Linked DNA regions of Zea mays: all the other regions are linked to region 1. The links are chromatin contacts, called in public Hi-C maps. All regions are on one chromosome and are shown on one strand. The core of a region is the stretch at or near the end of the contact, and the rest is flanking DNA. Distances in the headings are between cores, read along the strand shown. Region 1 holds the start of LOC100281836. Region 2 holds the start of LOC103626704 (protein CYPRO4-like). Region 3 holds the start of dsy2 (desynaptic2).

Evidence for each region. A called contact is a pair of places that touch in the nucleus more often than the background predicts.
Region 2: a contact with region 1 is called in a Hi-C map of ear, with 4 times the contacts expected there. The contact joins the promoter of LOC103626704 here to the promoter of LOC100281836 in region 1. A contact is called at or near these places in 2 of 25 Hi-C or Micro-C datasets (ear and tassel).
Region 3: a Hi-C map of bundle sheath shows a contact between it and region 1, with 2.9 times the contacts expected there. The contact joins the promoter of dsy2 here to the promoter of LOC100281836 in region 1. A contact is called at or near these places in 2 of 25 Hi-C or Micro-C datasets (bundle sheath and leaf).

The regions. Positions count from the first base shown.
Region 1 is chr5:92,657,364-92,660,912 of Zm-B73-REFERENCE-NAM-5.0, reverse strand. LOC100281836 reads right to left here and starts at 1,431. Exons shown (of 8, transcript NM_001154756.2): 1 at 1,128-1,431; 2 at 895-1,019; 3 at 759-796; 4 at 224-334. The coding sequence starts at 1,367.
Region 2 is chr5:91,878,750-91,882,140 of Zm-B73-REFERENCE-NAM-5.0, reverse strand. LOC103626704 (protein CYPRO4-like) reads left to right here and starts at 1,389. Exons shown (of 2, transcript NM_001346849.1): 1 at 1,389-3,191. The coding sequence starts at 1,524.
Region 3 is chr5:91,733,618-91,736,959 of Zm-B73-REFERENCE-NAM-5.0, reverse strand. dsy2 (desynaptic2) reads right to left here and starts at 1,772. Exons shown (of 13, transcript NM_001319706.1): 1 at 1,680-1,772; 2 at 707-787; 3 at 1-426. The coding sequence starts at 736. It overlaps LOC103626702 (zinc finger protein CONSTANS-LIKE 3), which reads right to left. Exons shown (of 3, transcript XM_008647090.2): 3 at 2,941-3,342. The coding sequence ends at 3,275.

The DNA of each region.
Region 1 (3,549 bases), core at 182-2,681:
CACATATTGTTCTTTTTTCCTTGAAACTATGGTACTATGCACACATAATGGGATCATTAAGTCTAGACTATTGAGTAATCTAGAAAGATGATGCCAGTGTGCAATAGCACCACATTCATTTCATATATAACTAAATCATGAAAAGACAATTTGAGGCATAAGATGCCTAATTAACTACAGCATAAAATGCTAATGTATCACAATTGCAAGTTTCAGTATTCACCTCTTGAACCACCACCAAGCAGCTCGCACATATGGTCCAATGCTTCTTTCTCCCTGCGGTTCTTCTCTTCCTTGGGTACATTATCAGAAGGGGTGATGTCACCAACAATTGCTGGAGTACCAAAAGAAAAAACAATTGAAATGAGTCAACTGAACCCACATCCTCATAGGCAGTTAGTTCCAGAAACAGGCAAGCTGGCTTAGGAACAGCAGCAAGAGTCCATATGAGCGGAGGGCAAAATCATGTGTTCATTTCTAAGCTGAGCATGCTTCTGAATGAAAATAGGAAAATGTGCACATAGTTTAAAGTTTTACACTTTGGCTAGCAGAGGTCAAAGAACCAACTAATTGGCACAAGTACTTGAACACACATCCTACATTCCTACTACAGGTCTCCAGTCCAGTGGTCTAGTTACCATCTACCAACATCTCAGGTAGTAATAGGCTCGCATATTCACAAAATTGCATCCCTCATCTCACACAAAGCCCCAAAACTTCAGTGAAGCCGTCTAGACGGAAGTCTTTTGAGACCATACCTTCTGCAATGTCGTGCACAATCGCCATCTTGACACACCTGTAATTGAAGGGATAAATAAACAGTGTATGAAAACGGAACCGTAAGAAGGCTAAATACTGCCGAGCTAGACTTGAGAGCGAAACTGTCAGGATCACCTGTCGCGGTTGACGCCGGGTAGATCGGCCGCGACGAGCGCCATGACGCCCATCCGGTACATGTGGTCGGCCACCGACTCGGGCGCCTGCACCCCGCGCTTCACCCACCCCGCCCTCTTGGTCGTCTGCAATTACATCCACAATCTCATCCATCGCGTCACATTTCCATCCATCTCAACCAAGCCGGCCCGTGGAAATGCGAAGCGACTAAACAGGGGCGCTCAGTCGCTCACCTTGAGGCGGTAGCAGAGCGTGAGGAAGTCGATGGCGTTGGACGCCGAAGGGGCCGGGGCACCGGCGTCCACCGATGCGGCGGGGGTCGGGGAGGAAGAGGAGGACATGGCGGCGGCGAGGCGGTGGGGGAGCGCGCGGTGAGCCGGGGCGAAGGGGACGGGGTGCTGTGGGGGCTTGGCGGCGGCGAGGGTGGTGGCGCAGAGGGAGGAGAGGGAAAGGGCTCGGCTCCCACCACCCATCGTTATTAGCTGAGGCCGGAGTAGGCGGAGGAGCGGTGGGCAGCGCAGGGCAGGCTCCGCGGATGGCGGGGTGGTCGCTCGCGGAACCGGCGCATGCCCGCCCGCGAGCCCGTGGCCCAGCTTGCGCGGCGGGCGGACCGTGGATCACGTGGGGTACTGAGGTTCTCCTAATTTGGGCCCCAGCGCACGGGGATCGATCGCGCTAGAGGGTCGATCCTTTCCTTTTTCATTTTCGGCTGCCGGGCCCATTCGGCCAATCCGGATTCCGGAGTCTGCAATGTTGCGGATAGCCCATGGTTGGCCAAGAATGCGGCCCGGCCCGTGAGGGGTCCACCCCCACGTGGAAATAACACCAGCCCATCAATTTATATGTCTTTGAGTCTGAATTTTAACCCAGCTAAATCTGTCGAGAACTTACAGCAAGGGAAGAGATTAAGCGCTGTTTGGATCAAAATATTAGACTCACTTATCCAATAAAATAGGTAACACAGAATTTTAGATGATATTATTTACAGAGTTGCGTTTAATATAGGAATAAAATAGAGGATACAATAGGGGATCAGTTGGAGATGGCCTTATACTATCAAAAAATCTTATGTGGGCTAATATCAAACGAGAAGCTCTAGTCTTCTATATAACAAGGAAATAGTTTTTTGTGCTTCTGCCTCGACAAAAAGAGAATAAGCCCTCCATTGCTGAGGAGAGGGTTCAAGGTCTGAATTTGGAAATTGCACCACAGCAAGTCCTCCCGCCTTGCCTAATTGTCTTACATGATAGGCTTCGTTTCCGTTCGCTGAATAAAGAAGCACGGTATGTCGTTTTTGACCGCTCTAGACAATTGTTTAGTAGATTTTGTTCAAACTAGATTGTTTTCTCGCGGTCAGATACATATTGTAGAGTGATTTCTTACTGTCAGATACATATTGTAGATTGATTTATGTATACACTAGCATGTTAAATCCTGATGATTTGACCTGCTTAATATATCCAATCTATTACTTTTACTTAAAAAGCCATCGATGTCCTACTAACCGCGGGTCGTACGAATCACCCCGATGGCGAGGCTCGTGCGCCAGTCGCGTGCACTACACACCCACCCCACCGGTGGCCCACACGTTGCGTTCATGAATAGATCGGTCATGCCGGCTTCTAGTCGTACACTATGTCGGCGCCCCCAACTCTGCGCCTTGATGTCACACTGACCCACGCACCCATGCCCTGCTGCTGGTCACGCCATCTCGAGCTGAGATGGTTCACGCTGCGTCAGCCCACGGCGCCACCCCGCACTGGGTCGCGCTTGCTCGGCCAGCTGGGGCGCAGCTCGTCGGCATATGCTTCAGCCACGCCTCGTCAGCACGCCCTGGACCGGCTCCCGTGGGTCATGCAATTTATCTATTTAAATTTCTATTATTGATAATTAGCACGCCTAATTAACCTAAAGTTAATTTTGTGTGACGGACTATGGTTGAAGACAACAGAATTGATTCGTGGAGCTTGTCCTCAATGGCAAGAACTAACCGACCTAGACTAACGACTGCAAGTTTCACCTAGAGGCGATATAGCTAGGAAAGGAGATCTTCTGGTAGGGCCCGAATGACACTTGCCTGAAACTTCATGAGAAAGCAAAAATTACGATCTTCGTCGGGCACCACATCCATCCAGGCCTGAAGATGGAGTATCCAGAGGTGAAAGACCATATGATATTGTGGACAGAGCTATGTGAGTGTTTCAGTGTGGAGAAGCATGTGATGCTCCCGCGGGCGCAACATGAATGGGCCACTCTCGACTTCAATGCAGTTGAGGCTTACAACACTGTCATCCATCGCATTGTCGCTCAGCTACATTTCTGTGGCCAGATAGCCATAGACTTAGAGATGATCGAGAAAACTCTCCAAACCTTCTACCCCTCCAATATGGTGCTCCAACAGCAGTACTGTAGCAACAAGTACACAAATAATGTGACCTCGTCAACATGTTGCTTGGTGCTAAGGCTCAGAATGAGCTTCTGATGCAGAACTACTAGAAGCATCCATTCGGCACGCGGTCATGCATAAAGCACACGCCAACTTCTAGTCTTAAAGGAAGAAAGGTCCCTCCAGAGAAAGGGGTCATGGGCACTGTAATAATCAGGGGATGAGAGGGGGAATTTTTACGAAGCCACCACAAAATGGCAGTAGAGTAG
Region 2 (3,391 bases), core at 140-2,639, 780 kb after region 1:
CCTGAAAATGAGCGCCTGACCCCAAAGTACAAACAACTACATATGAAAAGATAGAGCATAAAAAAGAGATCAAAAAATTAGAATGCAAGTCCAAATAGATGCAATGATAGAGGTGGATATTAAGCCAAAACACTGGACTGATATAGCAATGTAACTATAGCAATTAAGGACTTTCAACTTTTATGCAATATCCATTTTAACATAGCTTTTAAAGGACCATTTGCAATATAAAATCATACAGTATCCTTTTAAGTGAGCAGGGAGCATGGAAACACACATTAAAGACTTAGAAAAGTTTCTTGCCCATAGTATTTTAAACATGAATTAGAAATGCCTTCAGAAGCCAATCCAATAAGATAAAATAGAGTAGTTAATCCGTAATTATATAAAAAATGGAGTATCTCCTGCAGGTGACCAAAGGAAGAAAGGTTAGTAATAACTCTTTCCTTCTATGAATATATTGTACCATAGACTCACCTTTTTTAGCGGTAAAAAAATCTCCCTTCCCTTTGGAAATATTATATCTCAATCTCATTTTGTATGAGAGAAAACGTCATCTAAAAAGGTAGGATTCAGCATACACAAATATGAAAGAAACATATTTACTGGAAGTGTACGGACGAATGGATGGGGGTTCTCGGTTGGGGCAGCAAAAGGCTAAGGTATGTGGATAGTAAACTGTCTTAGATTTTGCAATATTTTAGAAAAAAAACACATAGAGTTTGAAATATTTTAGAAAAAAAGGAGAAAAAGCATGCATGCTTGCTGTTGTAGATGGTTAGTACAACGCGAAACTAAAAGTTATAGCTGTACTAACATTGAGTTTTTGCAAAGTAAAAATCAGAGAAATGAATGAATCACGCATGGAAGCTACAGTAAGCAACAAAAAAGGAAAAAAATGAAGACAACAGATCTCTTTACCTTAGAAAGCGACAGTCAGACGAAGCAGAGGCCAATGGAAGCAGCTGCGCTGCCGCTGTCGTCCTCGACAGCGTCGTCACCTCCTGCTATGATACCGTCAAGAAGACGTGCAAGCGGCAACAAAGACGTGGTCAAGATCCCCCCTCTTTAATACAATCTAGGACAGCACAGGAGATGAAGCGGTAAGAGACATGTGTACGGCGATGATTTTTTTTGGTGACGTGACGCAATGTATAGCGAGGAGGCTGCATCAGTTTAATAAGAAGAAATAGCTGTTTTTTAGAAAAAAAAGTAATCTCTTGCCTCTGAGTTCAGACCATGGAACAGTTGGTGCGAGTAAGAGTCAGTGACGGTGCTAGTGCTATGGATCTTCAATTTGAAAATTTTGAATCAGTGAAGTGTGCAACGGCCGTTCGTCTCCTATTCTATTCATTTCCCAGATCTCTCCCACTAGTCCCCAACCTGCAGACTGCAGTCGCAGCGCAAAACGGCCAAAGGGCCCCATTTCTCCCATCACCTCTCCCAAATTCAAATTCCCGCACGCTCCTCCTCCCCTCCCCCAATCTCACCTCCTCGCCGAAACCCTATCAGCCTCCGCCGCCATGGGGGGCTCGCACAGCCGCGAGGACCTCGACCTATCCGATTCCGACTCCGACGACGCCGAGTCCCGGGCCTCCGACAATTCCTCCGACTACGGCACGCCTACCCCGGCATCTGCCTCCTCCAAGTTGGCCAGCGGCGCAGGGGCGGCGGCCACGCCCGCCTCCATCGACGCCATCGACCGCCACCTCCGCCAGCTCCACCTCAAGTACAACGAGCCCATCTCCCCGAACCCTAGCCCCGGGCTCACCCTCAGCGCCAACCCCGCCGCGCTCAACGCCGTCAAGCTATACCTCCACATCGGCGGCTCCTCCCCCTCCGCCAAGTGGATCGTCTCCGACAGCCTCGCCGCCGCCTCCTTCGTACGCACCGGCGACGACGAGGACGACGACGCGCCCGCCGGCGGGCCGTGGTGCCTCGTCGTGGGCTCGAAGATCCAGGCCAGGGTCGGGCCCGAGCTGCAGCTCAAGACCTTCCCCGCGCAGCGTCGGGTGGATTTCGTCGCCGACGGCGTATGGGCGCTTAAGTTCCGCCACGCTGACGGCTTCGGTGACTTCTGCGCGAAGTACCACAGCTGTATGTTTGAGAACAGCTACGGCGTCGCCGCCACGGACGAGGGCCGCGCCAAGGTGTTTGGGAAGGACTTCGCGGCGTGGGCGCGCCCGGAGGACGGCGACGAGTCGATATGGGAGGACGCCACCGACGGCTTCTTCTCTCCGGGTCCCAAGGGCAGCCCGATGCCCCCGCGGACACCAGTACTGAAGCCTTTGTTAGAGGATCTGCGCGAGTTTGAGGAGCCTGTTGAGGAAGGCAGCGGAATTAACAGTCTTGCGCTTGGCGCACTGGATAACAGTTTCCTCGTTGGAGACAAAGGCATTGAGGTCGTGAGGAATTTCGAGCATGGGATACACGGCAAGGGCATGTCCGTGAAGTTTTCTGGAGGGAGCACAAACTTCTCGACACCGAAAAAGGCTCTTCTTATGCGGGCCGAGACTAACATGCTCCTGATGAGCCCAGCCACTGATGGAAAGCCACATGCCAAGGGGGTGCATCAATTTGATATCGAGACGGGGAAGGTGGTTTCAGAATGGAAGTTTGAGAAGGATGGAGCGGATATTAACATGAGGGATATCACGAATGATAGCAAAGGTGCCCAGTTGGATCCATCCGAATCCACCTTCTTGGGACTGGATGACAACCGGTTGTGCCGGTGGGATATGAGAGATCGCAGGGGCATTGTACAGAACTTGGCAAGTGCAACTGAGTCGCCAGTATTGCAATGGACTCAGGGGCATCAGTTTTCCCGGGGGACAAACTTCCAGTGCTTCGCTTCAACTGGTGATGGTTCGATTGTTGTTGGATCATTGGATGGGAAGATCCGCTTGTATTCTAAGAGTTCTATGAGGATGGCAAAGACAGCCTTTCCTGGGTTGGGTTCACCCATTACCCATGTCGACGTGACATATGATGGGAAGTGGATTCTTGGGACAACAGATACATACCTGATTCTTATATGCACCATCTTCATTGACAAAGATGGAAAGGAGAAGACCGGGTTTAGTGGGAGAATGGGGAACCGAATTGCTGCTCCAAGGCTGCTGAAGCTCAACCCACTGGATTCTCATCTAGCAGGAGCAAACAGCAGGTTCAGGGAGGGCAGATTCTCATGGGTGAGTATATATTGCCACTTTTGTTATGAATTTGGTCACATTTACTATTGTACACCATACAAACGATAATGCACTTATTTGGTAGCATTTTGGCAGTCTGCGTGATCAAAACTGACAGCATTGGTTAAACTGCTATAGTTAGTGATGTGCAATTATTATCAATTTATATGGTCTATTGCTTCATCCTGTGACATATAGAA
Region 3 (3,342 bases), core at 523-3,022, 920 kb after region 1:
TGCAGACTCCGTGTTCCGTTTTCTTTGGGAACTTAAAAACTCAGGTGTCTCCAATTTTTCAACGCTGATGCCTTGTTCTCTTCTTGTTCCAAAGGAAAAGGTTCCTGTTTGCTCACATGTATTGTCATCAGGTTGTGATACAGAGACCTTCGTAACAGGATCAGCTTTAGGAGCCCCTTCAGTGGATACATCATGGTTCAGAGCTTCTTGTGAAACACGAAGTGAAGTATTATCACCTTTTGGTCTAGATAAACCATCAGTTCCTTGAGACAAGTTCCTGTCAAATGTAGGAGTTGGGGTAGCATCTCCACCTCTGGCTCTTGGTATACTACCTGCCTTCGGAATCATGATACCCACTGAGACCTTAGGAAATTTACCAGACGGGTATTGGCTGCTGGTTAAACTCCAATGGTCACTCGAAGTAGCCTACACATTAACATGTATCATATGTTAACTTGTCAAAATACCACTCCCTCCATTCTACAATATGAGTCGTTTTGGCTTTTCTAAGTACATAGATTTTGCTATGCATCTAGATATATGCTATGTCTAAATACATGGCAAAAGCTATCTACCAAGAAAAGCTATAACGACTTATAATCTAGAATGTAGAGTACAAAATGGGGATAACCAGAGCTGAAAAGCTTAAATTAATAATCAGTGCACCCTACAAGGGTACAACATAGAAGAGGAAATTGCTACTCACTTTATGGATGTTTGGCAGCTCAACTTCCATTGGGGCAGCTACAGATATAACAATAATTTACAAAATTAACTACAGGTGAACCTGACAAATTGGGAAACAACTGCATGAAATAAGACTCTGAAAGCATCTTGTGTGATTAAATCAAGCTTCACAAATCACAGTCAAGTAAACGTCACTAATAAAACATGGGAAGAGGGATAGATTCAGCAGCAAAGTGCAGCAATATGAGCAACAGAGAAAAAAAAGATGTAAAAAAATAAGCATACTTCCTGCACATCAGCATTAACATAGGTGGATCATCAATGAATCTTGACTAACCAGGGAAATTAAAGCAGACAAATATCAAAGCAATATAACCATCAAATCCATAAACTAAAGCATAGAAATGACGCCTGAGGGAAATTAAAAGTAAACACTGTACATTGTCACAGAACCACTCAACCACACCATATGCATTTACCAAATCAACAAACTTATTAGCATTTATGGCATAGACCAGTGCATTGGGATACATTTCCACTCCAAGCTGATTTTGTTTTTTTTTCACTCGAATAACTGCTCTTGGTCCAAATTATGCAAATCACATATCACAGCTAGATTTGACCTGACCTCTGCAGTAAGACCAGAGATTCTTACTAGACCATTTCACACTACCCACGAGCATTAAAAGCATAGAAGCCCTTACCTACTCGGTGAAATAATTGACTAGTCCCTTACAAGCATATATTACAGTAGCATACCACAATAACGTAGCTGTATGAGGTAGCAGCGCACAGTGATCGTCTTCCTCAACCACGATCCACAGGGTGGAGACACTCTAATAATTATAGCAGGAAAATCGAATGTAGTAGCAATAATAGACGCATACAGTTTTAACTAGATCAGATTCGAATGTGAGTATCCAAATATCTTAAGTTAGGGTTCGGGTGCCCGGTTTCTCACTCCAGGAAGGGGCGAGACGGGGTGCACATACCTGGTTGGCTCCCGTCGCCTGAGAAAGGATCGGCGAAGTCCTAGAGAGGGGACGGACGAAGACCTGGGCACGTAAATTAGGGCGGCGGGCGGCGAGGTTGATCGCCTAGTTGCCGTCGCGAACGAGCGGGCGAGCGAGGGAAGAGAGCGCGCGCGCACTCGGGGTGAATGTCGGGAGAAAAGACAGGGAGTGAAGTCAGTGACTGACCGATCCCTAGAATTTTGCCTGGGCCTGGAATGGGCCCGAAAGCTGCCTTCTCTTAATCCCGTCAGCATGCCTATGCCCAGAAAACTGAAACTAATTGTCTCGTTAAAACGTATCCTCCCAGCCTCCCAGGGTACGCCGTACTTTTTTCAGCTACACTGTTCATAGGTATACATGTATAATTGTATATTCACATCTATAAACAATTAACACATGTAGCTAAACTCTATTTTTATAAACAATGAACCGAATTAACCCTTGTATCAAATAGAATGTTAGGATTGGGATGGAGGGTGCCCGGCAGGGATGAAAACATATACTTATTTGAATATTATCATCATCATTATTATTATAGATTGTGAATAAATAGGATATTCACATTCTTGTTTTTACCATAAACTTCAAATTTATCATATATTTTCTCAAATGATAGATATAGAATTCGGATCAAGATAAAGATTTGGTTATTTTTCACTCTTTTATTGTAAGGAGTAAATAATACATAAAACGATTTATACAAAATTTTGTTCTTATTTATAATAATGTGCTTGATAATATATTATATATAGGTATTATATTTCTTAAAACACTTTGGATATCCACCCTCATTCTAGATGCCTCGAAAGTCTCCTTGATGACTAAGAACTATCATTTGGTTGATACAAGGTTCGACGCATAAGATCCACGTCTGAAGCATGGACGTATCAATAATTCAATATGGACACCCATGGTACGCAGGATGGAAACAAGCATACTGCATACATACGTATCCTTATCATTCTCATGAAACATCAATTTGCATCAGCTAAATCTTTCTCCCTAACCTTCCCATACAAGTTCGATCGGCAGATCTCCTGCAAACCGCGTGTAAAAAAAAACTAACGTGCGCCAGCATTCGAACCATTCGCATACATAAACCGATACGTGCGCCAGCATTTCAAACGAACGCTAGGATCATAGGTTGAACTGCGTGCCAGCTAGGGGCTAAATCTGCCGACTGCCGTACGGAGCCTCGATACTCTCCAAAGTGGGAGTGGATTAAGCACATGCACGCAACTTGCAAATAGATCGAGAGGCCTTTCCAATTATAGCATAATACTACATCGATCAATCGAAACAGATGCTAAGCATCTCTTCCTGACCCAAAATTACACGGTACTACGTACTATTAGTAGAACTGGTCGCCCCAGCAAACAAACGCAGCAGCAGTACACGCTAGCCTGCTAATTTAACCATGGCTAGCCCAAAACGGCATGTGATCGCCAACTAGGAGCTCGCCGCTCCAGCAAACACGTAGGCGCGCATGCAGCATGGCTCGCACGCGCGCCGGCCCAATCCGTGAAAACATGGGGCACGCGACGCGCGCGGCAACACTCACACGGCACGCGTCATCAGAATGTGGGCACGACGCCGTAGCCGGCGGCGAAGTCGAGCACGTAGCGGTACGATGGCTGCGGCT